Regions from separate parts of the Zea mays genome. Here all the other regions are linked to region 1. Evidence: chromatin contacts called from public Hi-C data. All regions are on one chromosome and are shown on one strand. Each heading gives the region's core, a stretch centred on a gene start, on an enhancer-like site or on the middle of the called end of the contact. The rest is flanking DNA. Distances are from core to core; before and after follow the strand shown. Region 1 holds the start of LOC103629301 (Protein NEN4). Region 2 holds the start of LOC109940330. Region 3 holds the start of LOC103629308. Region 4 holds the start of LOC100274605.

What was found. A called contact is a pair of places that touch in the nucleus more often than the background predicts.
Region 2: a Hi-C map of leaf shows a contact between it and region 1, with 7 times the contacts expected there. The contact joins the promoter of LOC109940330 here to the promoter of LOC103629301 in region 1. A contact is called at or near these places in 7 of 25 Hi-C or Micro-C datasets (bundle sheath, ear, leaf and 1 more).
Region 3: a contact with region 1 is called in a Hi-C map of ear, with 5 times the contacts expected there. The contact joins the promoter of LOC103629308 here to the promoter of LOC103629301 in region 1. A contact is called at or near these places in 3 of 25 Hi-C or Micro-C datasets (ear, leaf and tassel).
Region 4: a Hi-C map of endosperm shows a contact between it and region 1, with 5 times the contacts expected there. The contact joins the promoter of LOC100274605 here to the promoter of LOC103629301 in region 1. A contact is called at or near these places in 6 of 25 Hi-C or Micro-C datasets (ear, endosperm, leaf and 2 more).

The regions. Positions count from the first base shown.
Region 1 is chr6:52,605,285-52,607,984 of Zm-B73-REFERENCE-NAM-5.0, forward strand. It overlaps LOC103629301 (Protein NEN4), which reads right to left and starts at 1,391. Exons shown (of 2, transcript XM_008650465.4): 1 at 756-1,391; 2 at 1-660. The coding sequence starts at 1,017.
Region 2 is chr6:53,161,235-53,164,216 of Zm-B73-REFERENCE-NAM-5.0, forward strand. It overlaps LOC109940330, which reads left to right and starts at 1,564. Exons shown (of 1, transcript XM_020539810.3): 1 at 1,564-2,605. The coding sequence starts at 1,603. The coding sequence ends at 2,136. LOC100282993 (peroxin Pex14) reads right to left here. Exons shown (of 11, transcript NM_001412255.1): 11 at 2,726-2,982.
Region 3 is chr6:53,558,955-53,561,712 of Zm-B73-REFERENCE-NAM-5.0, forward strand. It overlaps LOC103629308, which reads left to right and starts at 1,448. Exons shown (of 21, transcript XM_008650468.3): 1 at 1,448-1,850; 2 at 1,949-2,011; 3 at 2,174-2,451; 4 at 2,536-2,635; 5 at 2,725-2,758. The coding sequence starts at 1,698.
Region 4 is chr6:53,122,508-53,125,256 of Zm-B73-REFERENCE-NAM-5.0, forward strand. LOC100274605 reads left to right here and starts at 1,269. Exons shown (of 2, transcript NM_001351629.2): 1 at 1,269-1,369; 2 at 1,480-1,937. The coding sequence starts at 1,727. The coding sequence ends at 1,921.

The sequences.
Region 1 (2,700 bases), core at 141-2,640:
TGAGGATGGCCCTTGAGTGCCTGAGGATCATGTGGAAGGGCGTGGTCGCCGTCACGGGGCGCCTGTTTGTGCTTGTGCTATTACTGCTACTCAATGGAGCAGTGGTCGCCGTCACGGCCCTCGCCACCACCTTGCCCAGGCTATTCCTCTTGCCGCATGGAGTGGTGGGGGTGGGGGTGGCCGCATGTGCAGGTGCAGCTGTAGCTGTAGCTGCTCGGTCGTGCACAGGGGTAAACGGCGGCAGCTTGGTCAAGACGCCGGGCCGGTGTTGGTGTACTTCATGTTTAGGCGGAGGCGTCTGCTGCGCCGCCATCCTCCTGGTGGTGACCACGGCGCCGTCGGCTTGGCGAGACTGGTGCCTGCCGCAGAGGACGTGTGGCAGGCTGGACTCGAGCAGCAGGACGGTGGCGCAGTGCTTGAGCACCTCCAGGTTCATGCGCGCGTCGTCGAGGCTCCTGTGCTTCTGCTTGCCGATGCCGAAGTAGGTGGCGAGCGTGGCCATCTTGAGGTCCCCGGCGCGGCGGCCGAACTCCGCGGCCAGGACGTTGAGGGAGTCGATGACGCCGGCGGGCTCCGGGGCGGGGCGGCCGATGTCGGCGAAGGCCTCGCGGATGCGGGGGCAGTCGAAGCGCTGGATGTTGTGGCCAGCCCATACGCGGCCTGCATTTAATTTGCATGATTATAATCCATCGTCACCGATCGATGCATGGGGCGGGGGACAAGCAAGAAACTATCTAGCTAGCGTATATACACACCGTCCAGGATGCCGAATATCTTGTCGGCCACGTCCTTGAAAGGTGGCGCCGACGCGATGGCCTCGACGCCGTCCGTGAACCGCCTGGAGACGGCGGAGAGGTCGCCCGGGCGGATGAGGGTGTCGTAGCTGCCCACCTCCACCAGCTTCCTGGGGCACACCAGGATGGCGCCGAACTCTAGCAGCCACCACCGTCCCGCCGACGTCGGAGCCGTCGTCTCCACGTCCAAGAAGACTATCTCATCTCTCGACGTCGTCGTCATTTCGTCGGTGAAGCTATAGATCTATGGATGATGGTTGGAACGACTGGATGGATGGATCGATGGGACTAGCTGCTCCTGCCTCTTCTTTTTTCTCTTATCTCTTCTTCCTCCTCGTGCTTGACTATGAACGCAAGCAGCAAGCAAAAGAAGAAGATCGAGGAAGAAGAAGCTACCGTACAACGTCCGATGCTCATGTAGTAGAACACCTAGCAGATGGATCTATATATCATGTGCATGTAATGGTTGCCGTTAATGGACGGAAACACACAGGTAGATAGGCAGAACGACAAGCAAGCATCTGTATATATATTTATTCCTTGCGGAGCTGTTCGGACTTCGGAATATATCGATGGCTTCATATGTTGGGGATCGGAAGGAACGAAGGCGTGTGCATGCGTACGATCGGCGGCGGACTAACTCTTCTCTCCATGCAAAGCAAAGCACTGCAATTTAAATGTGTAACGCAAAAGCGTCGTAGCTAGCTGGCGGCTGTGCTTCTCTTCTCTCGCATGCATTTTCTTGTTCTAGGTCAATTAGTGCTTCCGTGCGTGCATGGGTCGCCATTCTACACACGCACCAACTTACCCTGACCTGGATCGCCGTCCAGAACGCTGAAGCATGCATGCCTTGCTCGCTCGTACATTAGTAGGGAGGGAGAGGGAGGAAGCTATAGCTAAGAGGCCACATACAAGATGTAGGTGCTGGTGCAGTGGGAAGATCCAAGCTAGCACTACAGTAAATAAAACAATTTTCGACGGCCAAAGCTATCGGATATAAGCTCTAAACCGTCGGACGTATCTTATGTCCGACGGCTTTGGATTATCTCCGACGTTTTTTAGCCGTCGGACATAAGGCGTCGAAAATAGTGTTATGTCCGACGGCAGCCGTCGGACATAACTTATCTCCGATGGCCAGTGACGGATCCAGGATTGATTCAAGTGGGGGCTAATAAGCTAAGGCTATAATTTTTTTAAACTAAATAAAAAAATATAATTGATGTTTAATATGACACAAGAATCAAAATATAATTTAAACATTTAAGAAATTTGTAGCCAAAAAATAAGTTGACACGAATTCTAGAAATACAATAATCAATGCGTACCGTTCATGAGTTGATGCTGCGAGATAAATTTATCTTCTAAGTTTTTAAGCCTTGAAAATGCTTCAAATTTTATCCTAATTGTTTTAGAATTAGAAGCATCTTTTTTTGGTTCTTGATGAGAAATTTGCCCATCTTATTCCTATAATCAAATCAAATCAAAACTTCAAATCAAGCAATTAAGCAAACGATAGCACACTGCAGTCTGCACACGTCTGCACCTTCACGGCGTATGCAGTCTGCTCGGCTTCATGGCTTGCTTGCTTGTCTGCAGTTCGCGCCCACCCGGCCATCCCTGCTCGCTGCTCACCTTGTCGGGGACCATAATTAGGGCTGGTACACCCAAGACTCCTAATCTCAGCTGGTAAACCCCATCAGCACAAAGCTGCAAAGGCCTGATGGGTGCGATTAAAGTCAAGGCTCAGTCCACTCAAGGGACACGATCTCGCCTCGCCCGAGCCCAGCCTTGGGCAAAGGCAGCCGACCCCGGAGAATTCACGTCTCGCCCGAGGGCCCCCTCAAGCAACGGACACACCTTCGGCTCGCCCGAGGCCCAGTCTTCACAGAGAAGCAACCTTGGCTAG
Region 2 (2,982 bases), core at 314-2,813, 560 kb after region 1:
CCCAGTGGTGGCCCCGGTGTGGATGAGGCCACCACCACCTGAGCATCGCTTGGCCCTGTTTGCACATTGTCAATGGCCACCACTGTCAAGCCATCACTGTCTGCACATACCCCCTCGGTGAGCACTCTTACTTATTATTTCTTGCATCTTCATATTACTGTGTTGCCATACTTTGAAGTTTTGATTATACAAATAGCTGAAGCTAAGTTTTGATTATACATAGCTTCAAAGATGACTACTCGAACATAATTTTATGTATTATCAAACATGTAACTAGCTGCAGCTTACATAGTTTTTAAGGCGGTAAGGCGAGATGAGGCGAGCCACCATCACCTTACCGCCTAGGTGACGCTAAGGCGAACTAAAGTGGGCTAAGGAGAGCTCTTAGGCAAGGCGAGTCACCCTCGCCTTACTGCTTAGGCGACGCTTAAGCGTCGCCTTACGGGCGCCTTAAAAACTATGGTATACAGATACCGCATACACATACCTCCATAGATGACAACTCTAACACAATTTTTATCTACTGGATCCATACAAGCCATGGCCTATATGACCAAATGCACTCCTACAGAGCATGCTTATTTTAAGAATAGAGTTGAAATCACCAGCTTATGTACTGCCAGTTTGTTTAAGACAAAAGAATGATGTGCTTTTTAACAGTAGAATTTTGCTGTCCATGTTGTAGTTGCTTCTAAGCTGACCTCAAATTTTCTGTGAATTTACACTTTCACGAAGTATTGTTGTTTAGTTTGGCGAAAATGTACTACTATAGACTAGTATTTAATTGTGCACTGCATCATAGACTCGTGAAAAAATTGAACATTTTGATTCCATAGAACATACATATTAAAAATCTGAAACCTTGGTTTAGCTTACTCTATGGCTCAACTGACATTGATAACATTATCCATTTAATAGTTTGGTTTGTACGAACCACAAAATGTGATTCAGTCTTCGTGTTTCTTCATCCATCCATGATTCTAGTTGATTCAGTTGCCCATAATTTTTAAGTTCTTTCATCTCTTCTGAAAGCAGCTCCTCATACTGCTGCCTATTCTGGCTTTGGGTGCATTTTTCTTCTTTGCGGGACAAGATATACTGCAGGGCAATGTAACTCTTCCCACAGATTTGATATTCAGATATTTTCTTTCTAATGTTCCCCTATTGATGTTTTTTTTTCTTGGCACACTCCATACTTTGGACAAAGCTTGCAGATACTGAAGTAAGCAAAAGCAGCTCTGTATAAAACTTCTATCACATACTTAGTTGAACTCTGATCAGCCTTATTAGCTTACTCTATTGCAGAACATGATACATGGACTTCTCATCTCGAGTTACAATACCTACAGTTAATAAACCATCCTGCCCTGGATGTCGACGATGCAGTCCTGTCCGCCACCAAGAGAGCGCGGAAGAGCAGGTACCTCTCCCCTCCCTACACTGGCACAGGTGTCCAAGAAAAGAAGGTCACCGGCAGCCACAAGCAGCGAGAGGAGGATGGTCCCACCCCCCCCCCCCCCCCCCCCCCCCCCCCCCCCCTCCCATCCCATGTCTCTGGTTCAGAGGTGCTCTCCGAGACGCCGTGCTCAGGCAGGGGAGTGGATGGATACGGCGGCCCTCGGTTGCCTGGCCATGTATAGAAGGAACAGGAACAACATCTTCATCGACAACCATCCCGATTCCCATGCTGCTGTGAGCGGTGGCGATGGTGATGGCTCACAAGACGATGGTGGCATTAAGCCCCCCTCAGCTGCTGGTGTTGGCCGCAAGATGCTCAAGCAGGCCCTGACAACGGATCCTTGTCTAAGAAGAACCCCCATCCTGCTGCTGCAGGTGCCAACGCAACACATGGACATTCCAATCCTCCTGTGGCAACAACTGCAACACCCCCCACTAATAATGAGAAGAGGAAAATGCACGAGGACTATGACGACCGCTGGGCAGCACAGCTATGCCTGGAATCCTGTAGCAATTGAGCTGTACTTGGCAGAGGGAACTCCCCTGCCCTCCAGGGAGGACCTCCTCTCCAGTCTCCATATTCAGCAGGTTCAGCTTTGTGATCGACTCCGAGACCCCCATCAGCCAAGACAAGCACAAGCGCACTGGGCGCGTGGTGCCACCACCCACCAGGGCTAAGCAAAGGCCGCCTTGAGCTGCGTGGCAACCGGCGCTCCCCCTCAGGCTTTCGGTTCTAACCCAATCCATATGGATTGAGGGGGTTTCAGTCCCAGTAAGTCAAAATCCCTTTCAATCCGTATCAATCCCCTCCAATCCATATGGATTGAAAATAACCGAACAAACCCTCATGGATATTAGGAATGATCTTGGGAAGATCTTGTCCTTGGGGTCTAAAGCCACAGCGGCGCTGAGCAGGTTATGCTACTGACCTATATGTTCCTTCTAGGCTTCTAGCTGCTGATCGTCAGTCTTTTGTAACTTCTAGTTTCTCACCTCATGCATTGTGTAAATGGTAGACCTGCAAGCATCACTGCTCTATCTAGTGGTACTCTGTAACTGATTATGCTTATATGTATCATTCTGCTCTATCTAGTGGTACTCTGTAACTGATTATGCTAATACGCATCATCCTTCATCAGGGTATTGTTCCTTTGCTTCAAAATACTGTGCTGGTGTAGTTGATTAGCCAGAGCTACAATCATGGTATCCCACCCTTTAACCTGAGACAACAATAAGTTAAAAAAAAACTGGGGAGAGCATGAACTGACAGAAACAACCTGTGTACACCGCCATTGATTCTCATCCTTGGCAAACCCAGAAAAACAACACCTGAATGGAATGAAGCGAACAGCAAAATGCAAACAAAATAAAAGACAACAATTCACAACCTTTAAGCACCCTCGATCGAACAGCCATAGATAATGCTTGACATTCTCCTGTGTACAAGTAGCATTACTCTAAATACAGAAACTATCTGCTACTTATTGACATGTTGTCGTCATGCTGTTCTGACACATGTTATTC
Region 3 (2,758 bases), core at 198-2,697, 950 kb after region 1:
TTTGGGCAATAATTGGGTTATTACTAAAACTTGGCTCTACTAATAGTAATAAATACTTGACCAACTAAAAGCAACTGCTTAACCCTAAACCCCACATACAGCTAGTCCACTTTAGCCAAACGGGACATTTGCTGAGTACGTTGATGTGTACTCACACTTGCTTTACAAACCACCCCCACCCCAGGTTGTCCTCACTGTATTCAGTGCTCAGGAGGAGATGCTGGCAACATGGAGGACTTTGAGGAGTTTCAGGACTACGACGAGTTCTAGTTTTTCTTAGTGGCAAACCCCCAGTCAGCTGCCTGTATAGTCCTTATCTACTACGTTTCGTATTTCCGCACTTTGATGATATTAATGACTATGCTATGTATTAGACTCTGTGGATGTCTTAGACATCTTATTGTAATAAAAGTACCTTTCCACTATTTACTTTGAGCAATGTGTGATGATGTCCAATTATGTAATCGCTATGTACGTGAGTTTCTGATCCTGGCACATACATGGTTCGCATTCGGTTTGCCTTCCAAAACCGGGTGTGACAGAAGAGTGCCGACTCTTTGATATCTCGACAAAAAATTGGAGGAGTCTTCTTGCCCTTACTTTACATTTCACATTTACTTTGAGCATTTTACTTTGTGCAATTGCTTAGTTAGTATTTGTAGTAATGACTTAGTGTTGTTGTCTATCTAGTAGTATTTACTTGTTGCTAGTAGTTTGGGTGAATTTGGGCTCATTCTTAGGGTTTAACTTTTGTTAGAATTCTAGAAAAGCCCAATTCACCCCCTCTTGGGCATCGTGATCCTTTTAGTGAACACCGGAGCAAATTTTGGTGGTGGCGTGGTCCCAAAAAATCGAGGGAGCGATGTAAAAATCGAGGTGAACACCGAAGCGGTGGTTTGGTGGCGTGGTCGTACTTTGACCTCAAACTAAACACATCCTAAAGGGATTAAAGTATGATTTTTACCTTATTTGTCCTCTCATCTTTTTTGGTACAAAACAAGCAACCACTAATTAATAGGGTTAATACAATTATTATTCGCACCAATTAATATTCTTTAGTTAGGTTTAGTCACTGAAACAAAATGAGATAATTTAGTGACTAAACTTAGTTAGGTGACTAAAGAAACCAAATAGATCTAAAATGAACTAAAAAAAAGTACCTATAAACCAAATACGCCTTTAGTTGGTTTCACATTAAACATTAGAGTACCAATTATAAATATTACATAAAGTAAAATCACAAATTAAATAAATACGAGACAAATTTATTTAACTCAATTAATCTACTAATTAGTAATTGTTTACTGTAGCATTAGAGAATCATACACTAATTAGATTTAACGTTTAATATTTATTAATGTAATTAGCTTTTTAATCAAATTGTATTTAATATTCCTAAATCAAACATTGCAACCAAAAAAAAAAATGCCTCCAGATCCAAACGGTCCGGTCCGGTCCCTCACACTCATCAAGGGCGGCTCACTCTCATGTCATGTGGCGGCGTCCTTCTCCCTCGCTGCTCCGTCTCTCTCAGTCTCTCTCCTGCCCTGTCCGTCCCACTCCCCGTCCAGCGGAGAGAGACCCTGTGGGCTGTGGCCGGGCAGCCGTTTCCCCTCCCCTTCCCTCTCCGCTCCCTCCAGAGTCTACTGTAGCGCAGTGCCGTAGGGTTTCGCGTCCTATCCTTCCTCGCATCCTCCATGGCCGATCCTGACGACCTCGGCCGCCGCCTCGCCGCGGTCGCCGTATCCGAGTCTCCTACCGCCGCCGCGGCTGCGCTGGAGAGCAGCAACAACAACCTGTTCCAGGTGATGCGCGCCGTGGAGGACGCGGAGGCCACCATCCGCCAGCAGGTATCAGTACCAATCTCTTCCTGCCTCTGCCTCTGCCAATTTGAGGGAATCGGCTGCAACTAGAACAAGCGACCCATCACTCCTGTATCTCTCTTCAGCTGGAGGAGAACAGCCGGTTGAAGGACGAGCTGATGCTCAAGACGCGGGAGCTCCACAGAATTGTAAGCACATTCGATTTCGACGCCCCTTCCCGATCCAAACAAATCATATACTCTTAACTAGTGCAGCACAGCACAACTCATCATTTCCTTTTTGCTCTATCATGCCATTCCATTTGCCTATAGAAACTAATGTGCTGTACGTCTCATCTCCGACCTAACCAGAGGTCAGAAGCCACAGACCAAGCTTCCTCTCATGGGATCCGTATCCATCAGGATCGCGCTCTTGGTGCCCACACAGACACCTCCTCCACTGCTCCCATCAGGACTACCGCTACAGCAGCAGAGGCCTTCGAATGGGGAGCTGGGGATGCCGGCATCAACCACAAGTACCTTGAGGCCAACCAGGCTAATGGAATTCCCCGTAAATCACCGAGCGCTCCCGATAGCGCTTTCCCATCTCAGCTATCTACCCCGTCTTCGCGATCCCTTTCACCAACTAGGTACCAAGTAGCACATTCCAAATCCAGCCTCTGTTAATATCATACTACCCTGTTTCCTTACCTTCATTGAGCCTTTCCTTGCAGGCACCACAAAGAAACAGACTATGATTCTAGGCTCAACTTATCCGGACAAGGCGCACTGCCTGTTTCAGACCTCAACTCAAACGTCGTCATCTGGAAGCAGGTATCAACTGTTTGCTTCGTGTGTCTGTTGCCATACTTTTTGATCGATTGATTCACTCTTCTTGCTGAGCTGCTTATTTCCTTCCACAGGATCTCCTTGTTAAGGTCAAAGAACAAGGGGAGG
Region 4 (2,749 bases), core at 19-2,518, 520 kb after region 1:
TCTAGATCTAACAGACTAAAAGACGTAGGGCCTGTTTGTTTCAGCTTATAGATTATATAATCTGGATTATAATCTAAATTATATAATCCAGATTATAATCTAGATATATTATAATCTATATGTAGTTGTTTGGTAGTTTAGATTATACAAATGTAGATTATTCACAAAGACAACAATACCCTTATTGTTTATTTGAGGTGAGAAAAGAAGGATGACATGTATTGTAATTTCTATTTACATTACCATGGGTAGTGGGTCTTTTGGCAAAATAATCTCAAATAAGCTAGTCTTGAAGAGATTATGAGATTATCATAATCTGGAGTTTAGATTATATAATCTGAACTCATAATCTATGTGTTTGTTTAACTATTAGATTATTTGCGCTGGATTATATAATCTGGAGAGATTATAATCTGAAACACACAAGACCTTATTTACACGCTTGTACCTAATGTGTGTTTACATGGTAACCATTGACATAACTAACCAAACAAAACTACAAGTCGGATCACATGTGACCGGGTTTCTCACGTATTGGCCAAGTCGAAACAACCCACCACCATGCCGCAAGAAACGACACGCTACATAAATCATGTGTGTCGTACTACCCTGCCAAACATGTACAAATGGGTCGCCCGACTCGGCCCGACACGGATCAAGTGAAGCCCGGTCCGATTTAGATCTAGTGTGTCAGACACAGTTAAGAAACTGGGCCAGGCCTTCTAAGCCCGTGTGCTTGTTTCGCTCTACAGGGAGCCGGGCCGACTCAATAAATACGAAAAAGCAAGCTAAAACAACGTCGATATGCACGGATAAGTAAAAAGCGGGCCTGACAAGCCAAATATTAAGCAGGCCGGATCAGACCGGACCAGCTTAATAAGTTTAGTTGTATGATCCGTTTATTAGTTGTAACCGGCGGGCCCAAGAATGTATAAAGCAGACCGGACCGGGGCCGGACTTTCGGGCCTCGGTACATTACCTGCCGTGCCGCAGCATTAGAGGTCCTGTGTCTCGTAGGTGGACATATTCTCCGCGTGACTTCAGGTGTCGTCGCCGAGTTGTCTCCGGCCGAGGGCGGCGGCGCGACCGGTAACCAGCGTCAGCGTGAGTGTGACAGGCGACATGACTCATATCCTTCCCAAACCCTGTTTAGATCTGCGCGTTGGGGGCTCTTCCTCTAATCCATCCTTTGCTTGTATACGATCTCGATCTGTTTCGTTGTTTCGATTCTGTTATTGCCCTGTTCCTCTTTCCTTAACTCGCGCGCACGCGGCAACCAGCGTGACCGCGATCGTGAGCGCGCGGCGGCGCGGAAGCCCAACGGCAAGGGGCCCCAGGACGGGCTCACCCCGGAGCAGCGCCGTGAGAGGTGCGCTTAGTTGAATCTGTTTTATTCTTCGATCGTTCTCCGACATGACCAGATCTCCGTTGCTTGGCGCTGACCCTGTCCCAATCCGATTTCTGGACCTTTGTTGCCAGGGACAAGAAAGCGCTGGAGGAGAAGGCGGCGAAGAAGGCGCAGCAGGCAGCGGCCGGCGGCACCGGGACCTCCACGGACAACAAGAATAAGGCAGGTGGCAAGAAGTAGGCCGCAGCGGCGAGCGGCGCCACCTCTGTACGATTATCGATCCATGCCTTTAGCTTGTAACCTGTTCGCATCCTCGTAGATGCGATGCTTGTTGGGTCATAAACTCGTTTTCTGTTACTCTGATATCAAAATTTGGTGATGAGAATAATACGTGGTGTTCTGGTTTTGTGGGTTATTATTTTCTTCTCTTTCTATCGTTTTCTGTTCTGTTCCTTGAGTGGCCAGCCAGTCGATGGATGGGAATCCTCTAGTTTAGAGAGTTTAGAGGATGAACTAGGGTGTGAAGGAGCTTTTGCTTGCTATTGTGAACAACTGGGATATGATAGCTTTTGAAATTGGAAATTAGATTCAACTGTGGTGCTCTTCTATTTCTGCATTTCAGTTATTACCATGTTAATATGAATTACTCCCCGTCCCAAAATAAGTGCACATCTAATCAGTCTTGAAGTAGTCTGGCCATATATATTTATGATACCAAACAAATTAATCACATCATACATTTTCATCATAGCATAAACATATTTAGAGATACAAATCTTAATAAGATTTATTGCATTTTCATCATAGTATAAACATATTTAGAGATACAAATCTCTACTAACTATTAAGTTAGTATTGTAGACCGCCCCCGCCACCGCCTCTGCCCGCCCGCAAACCCCGCCGCGCTTCCAAACTCCCCACGCGCAAGAGTCGCCCTGCTCACCCCGCGCCGCGATGCTCGCCGCTTTGCTCCTCCCGCGTCGCGTCCACATATGCGATGACCGGGATCCATGACCGCCGCCCCCACCTCGGCCTCTTCCTGTCCGTGTAGCCGGCCACTGCTTCTCCGCCACAGCTCGTCGCATCCTCAACCACCGTTGTGTCTGACTCAAGCTAGGACGTCTCACGGGAGCGGCGACGGAAGCCCAGTCCAAATCCAACCGAGTCATCTCGGCGACTCCACCAGTTCTCCATCGCCCCTTTTTAGGCGTTCAAGTTCCTCCGAGAGGACGGCAAGCAGAGGAGAGGTAACCCTAATCCCAAATTCCTTCGAGTTTTCCTTTCACTTCCCAACACCCGGCCCACACTCTCCTTCAATCCCTCCGACGACGCCGACAACGCATCCCTGTGGCCATCCTTGATTCTCCTCGCCGAGGAGGCGTTAGCCAAGTCGTCGCGGTC